Regions from separate parts of the Hordeum vulgare genome. Here region 1 is linked to region 2. The links are chromatin contacts, called in public Hi-C maps. All regions are on one chromosome and are shown on one strand. Each heading gives the region's core, a stretch centred on a gene start, on an enhancer-like site or on the middle of the called end of the contact. The rest is flanking DNA. Distances are from core to core; before and after follow the strand shown.

What was found. Hi-C and Micro-C count contacts between places; a contact is called where the count stands out from the background.
Region 1: a Hi-C map of seedling shows a contact between it and region 2, with 2.3 times the contacts expected there. The contact joins the enhancer-like site here to the promoter of LOC123396900 in region 2. A contact is called at or near these places in 2 of 6 Hi-C or Micro-C datasets (leaf and seedling).

What each region holds. Positions count from the first base shown.
Region 1 is chr5H:464,562,637-464,565,336 of MorexV3_pseudomolecules_assembly, reverse strand. No RefSeq gene overlaps it. Among protein-coding and RNA genes, the nearest start is that of LOC123397581, 46 kb to the left of the region's middle. Within about 2 kb of position 1,441, at least 3 of the 3 cell types and tissues checked have open chromatin away from gene starts, as enhancers often do. A contact at or near this core is called in leaf and seedling, where this site is marked.
Region 2 is chr5H:464,334,695-464,337,612 of MorexV3_pseudomolecules_assembly, reverse strand. It overlaps LOC123396900 (serine carboxypeptidase 1-like), which reads left to right and starts at 1,453. Exons shown (of 6, transcript XM_045091674.1): 1 at 1,453-1,957; 2 at 2,068-2,330; 3 at 2,423-2,668; 4 at 2,788-2,897. The coding sequence starts at 1,453.

The DNA of each region.
Region 1 (2,700 bases), core at 192-2,691, 230 kb before region 2:
CTAACTGGCCGGCCTCTTCATGTGAAACATCTACATGCATTTTTCCTGGTTTTGGGAACCTTTTTCTAAAGGTTCCAGCCGGGTTTTTCTAGTTTTAGGAAACTTCTAGAAGGTTTTCTGAAACGGTTTTCACTTTTTACTTTTTTCTTTCTTTATTTTCTTTTTTATTTCAGAAAATATTCTGGATTTTAAAAAATGTTGTGGATTTTTTAAAATTGTTCTTCAAGCTAAAAATGCTTTTTAAAAAAGTTCTAAACTTCGAATGGTTGCAATTTTTCAGAAACATTCATAAGTTCGAAATATGTATATGATTTGTAAAAAATGTTTGATTTTTCATAAATTGTTCGGTATTTTGAGGAAAATGTTACAAAATTGGAAAAATGTCGTTTATCAAACATTGTTCATGAATTTACAAACTATTCTGGATTTTCCAAAAAATCATAACTTTATAAAGTGTTTGGGATTTTGAAAAATGTTTGATATTTTGAAAAACGTTTGATATTTTTTACAAATGTCCTTTTTCCATAAAAAATTTATTGATTCCATTCTCATTTTTTTTCATTTTGTGTTTATTACTTTTCCTATTTTTTGTTTGACATTTTCTAAAATTCTTTTTGAATTTCCAAAAATGTTCCCGTGTTTAAATTTTTGTTCTCTATTTGTATTTAAATGTTCCTGCTTCAAAAAATAATAAGGAATCACGAACTGATGAACAAATTGTCTTGTAAATTTATGAAAAAATGTTCCTGTTTTACAAAAATTGGTTCTTTTTTAAAACAAAACTTGTTCACATATTCAAAACTATTTTAATTTTTTTTCATGATTTGAAAATTTTCTGGAATTTTGGAAAACGTTCTTCATTTTCTAAAAAATGTTTTCCTTTTCCAAAAATGTACGTAAGTTCAAAAACAATCCTGTTTCAAAATGTATACATAAGTTCAAAAAATGTTCCTGCTTCAAAAATTGTTCAAAAATATTCACAAGTGTTCGTGTTTAAAAACATTTTTAGTAGTAAAAAAACTGCACAATTCTTCAAACTTATTCCCGTTTGAAAAAAGTTTTTTTTTAAAAAAAGAGGAACATTTTCCAAAAGAATGCTAGAATCTTTTTTAAAAAATAGTCTCATTCTAAAAAAATAGATTTTTTTAAAAAACTGCACATTTTTTAGATTCAAAAAAATATTTGAAGTTCTGATTTTTAAAAATACGAAAAACAACAATAAATAAAATTATATAGAAAATAAAATAACTAAAAGAAAAAGTGTAAAAAAACAAAAAGGACAAAGAGAATCATAAAAACTAGAAAGAAGTTCATTGAAAAAATAGAAAAATGTAAAAGCAGAAAATCCCTGTAAATACTAGTTTAATATACTTCTAGAAGGTACGAGCGCCAGGTAGGAGACCACTCCGGGTATGACTATATATTGCTTCTTGCGAGACTTGACCGGGCTCCCCTATGTCTCACTTTACGCGAGACAAAAGGCAGCATCTCCTCAGGAGAAACATATATAGCCGAGCAGCTCTCCATCATACTAATTACTCCTTCTTTATCTTTTTTTTAAATTACATTTTGAAACTTCACTTTTTGTATAAAATACTGAATTTGAAAAAAAATAGCACATTACGAAAAAGGTTAGCAGAATTAAAACAAATGTTGATACCTTTCAAAAATAATGTTTCTGACATGGAAAAGTGTCCCTTCATTTCAAACAAATGTATGTGAAGTTTATGAAAAATACATATACAACGTAAACAAAGGACTATTAAAAAGCGTGAATATTTAAGGATATATTCTCATATTTGAAATCAATTGTCATATTTCATAAAAATGTTTATATGGCATAAAATAAATCTGTATGCAATTATTAAAACACTATTAGCATTAAAATATTTAACATGTACTTGTGGAAAGGTTGACCATGTATTAAAAAATATGTTCAAAACAAGTATTATAACAAAAATGTACATCATGTATTGAAAAATGTTCAATGTGCATAAAAAATGGTTCACGCGTACACTAAAAAATATATTGTGTACTGACGAAATGTTACATGTGCTAAAAAACGAAAATGAAATCTGACAAAATAAACAAAGAAGAAAGCAAAAGAACCCAAAGAAAAACATAGAAAAGGCCAGAGAAAAAGCACACTGAAAATAGCAAAGAAACAAAGAAAGCCGGTAAAAACAAAGAAAAAAAAGATAATCAGTGAAGACTGAAGAAAGAAATTAAGAAAAGCGCACAAAGACAAATATAAACAGAAAAATAAAAGCAATTATTGCGGAATCAAATAAAAACGGAAAAGGGAAAGAAAAATGAAAACAAAAATAGTAACGAAACCAGCGAAGGAAGTATAGCGAGCGAACTCGATAAAAAACCAATCAAACAAAATATAAAAGCGAATGGACCGGCGGAATAGCTATATCAGAGGGTGAAAGCGAATGTGCCGGCCCAATAGCTATAGCGCACAGGGAAAAAGCTTCAGCGGGATCACTAGTTGCTTGCCGGGAGCTCCTATTGATGGCTCTTTGCGTCAAACTATCAAGCTTTCGCACAAGCGTGATCGAGAGCTGAAACTGGGCAAGCCCGTTAGCGTGTAACAGCCCTTCCGGCTTTACGAACCTTTTAAAGATTCACATCCGGTATTTATTGGTTTTCGGAACCTCCAATAAGGTTCCTGAAACTTCTTTTTACTTTTTCGTT
Region 2 (2,918 bases), core at 204-2,703:
TAGAGAGCACTATGCATGGCCTACAGATTTCAAGAGGATATGAAAATAACCTTCGATATTGGTGCTGAAGATGATTCTGATGATAATATCGACATTTGGGTGGAAGTGGACATGATTCCAATTCAACCTTTATGTGAGTTTGTCAAACAAATTTGTTAAGTACTTTGTATTGTTCATTTAAAAATAGTTGGCATTCATCCGTACTAAAGTTGTTTATTTATAATTAAAAACTTATTGCCTTTCTCCAAAAAATACAAGGAATGCAGTAGACAAGACCTACTACAGTTATTGCCAATACTTATCATTTGATACTTGTGTGCCGTCCCAACATTCTATTGTTTTATTAATCCAACTTGGTTAATTGGATCCACTTATTTTTAATATAACCTATGTTTCTTTCACAACCTCTTCATTGCTAATGTATAAAAATTTATATAACGGTGTAAAAATATAATATAAATATAAATATAAAGAAATAAATACGCACAAATAGTAGTGTCGCGGGACAGCAACCGGTTTGGTGTTACTTAGTAGCAGCGCGTGTCCAAAGCCACACTACACCTAACAGAAGTACTAGTAGCGTGGGTCTAGGCCGCGCTACTCCTAAAAGTTAGTTGTAGTAAGCTAGCAGTAGCACGACTCCCTGTAGTACTGCTAGGCCTTTACCCCATGTACTGTTCGTAGGATTTTTCATAGTAGTGGATACATATATGACGGCCTTGCACTTTCACTGTCCTAAGTTGATTCTAAAAAAACTGAACCATTAGGTCTGATCCAGGATTCAAAATAGAAAAAATACCATCTTTCATTTTTATTTATTCCACATTTTAGCTGTGTCTTAAGCAAACTTGTTACTTTTGAGTTAGTATGTAGATAATTTTTTAAATCAATACTATTGGTTTTATCATTGAATAATTTTTCACACCATATATATTGGTTACCGTGAATGTTTATACTCTTTCCTATAAACTTGGTCAAACTTTTAAATTATAACTAGGGACAAAGCTAATTTGAAAGAACAAAAAAAGGAAAAACAAACCGAGTACAAAAGTGAACCATGACCATTAGTTCATAAAGAGTACTGGTACCGGCGGACAGTTTGTCACCTCGGTCCCTACTCTCATTGTTTGGATTGTTTCGTACGTAGAGATGTCACCTCGGCATCGACGGCGTCGACAGGAAATGATTTCGATGTCAATTTCATTGCTGTATTCCAACAATGTCCCGCACTATGCAACCAAGATATCTGGAATATCACATTGTCGAGCTCAGTCAAACATCGACGATGCCACGCATGTATCTCGTAGCTATTAGCTAGCTACTATAGCTGTATATAGCAAGCTGATTTCGGAGAATCCTAACCGCGAAGTTGCTGCTTGGATTGTCCTCAGCTGGTTACGACGTGTCAGTATAAAAGCATCAAAACGATCTACATATCCTCAGCATGTTACGATGAGGAACCATGCCATGTACTGCGCGGCAGTACTCGTACTGGCGATCCTACTGGGAGGAGGATCGGTCGCGAATGCTGTCACCGAGAAGGATGTGCTGAGGGCCTTCCTCAAATCGAGGGCCCAGACGCGCGTGAATGGGCCTTCGGAGCCGGACACCTGGGCCGACCCGATCAGCAGCTTCCGCCACCTGCCCACCAAGTGTGATACCCCGCCGGCGGGCACCAGGGAGGCCGACAGGATCGCGGCGCTGCCTGGCCAGCCCCCGCGCGTCAACTTCGACCAGTACTCCGGGTATGTCACGGTCAGCGAGGAGTACGGCCGCGCGCTCTTCTACTACTTCGTCGAGGCGCCCTACGAGGCCTCCTCCAAGCCGCTCGTGCTCTGGCTCAACGGCGGGCCCGGGTGCTCTTCCCTCGGCCTCGGCGCCATGGCGGAGCTCGGACCGTTCCGTGTGAACCCCGACGGGAAGACGCTGAGCAGAAACAGGCATGCCTGGAACAATGGTAGGTGGCTGACAGATCCTGTTACAAGTTAGTACTCGTACAAGTTTGTGTACGCATTTGGGTCGTGTAATCTCACACTCACTGACGGTTTGTGTTGTGGTGTTATGCAGTGGCAAATGTGATCTTCCTAGAGTCGCCGGCGGGCGTTGGGTTCTCGTACTCGAACACGACGGTGACGAGCGGCGACACGAGGACCGCAGTGGACGCCTACATGTTCCTGCTCAACTGGCTGGAGAGGTTCCCCGAGTACAAGGGCCGCGACTTCTACATCGCCGGCGAGAGCTACAGCGGGCACTACGTCCCCCAGCTCGCCACCGTCATCGTCGCCCTAAGCGAACTCGGTCTCACAGACATGAACCTCAAGGGCATCTTCGTAAGTTGGCTGATCACGGCCGCCGGCGTTGCGAGCTTTGATCTGTATTGGTGGTATCCCTAACTAACAGAAACCGGGGTTCATTTCCGCAGGTCGGCAATCCGCTCCTCGATTGGTCCAACAACAGACAGGGATCGTTAGAGTTCCTGTGGAACCACGGGGTGATCTCCGACGAGGTGTGGGGCAACATCAGCCAGCACTGCAGCTTCGGACGGTTTGGGGATAAAGGGTGCGTTGAAGCGCAACACTCGTTCAATGAGGGCGCCATCGATTCGTACAACATTTACGCCCCGGTCTGCATCCAGTCGCCAGACGGGAGTCTCCACTCGAGTGGCTACGTACGTACTCCTGCACGGATCATACATGCGCTCTTTCTCTTTTGTAGAAAAGAAAATTATTCAGCATTAACAGATCAGAGGTGGTGGTAATGACTCATTAGCTCTTTTAATTGATACAGTTACCAGGCTATGATCCGTGCATCGGGTCCTATATCGACGCCTACCTGAACAATCCTGAGGTTCAGAAGGCTATGCATGCTAGACCCAACACCGAGTGGTCAGAGTGTGCGTAAGTAACGCACTTGCTTAC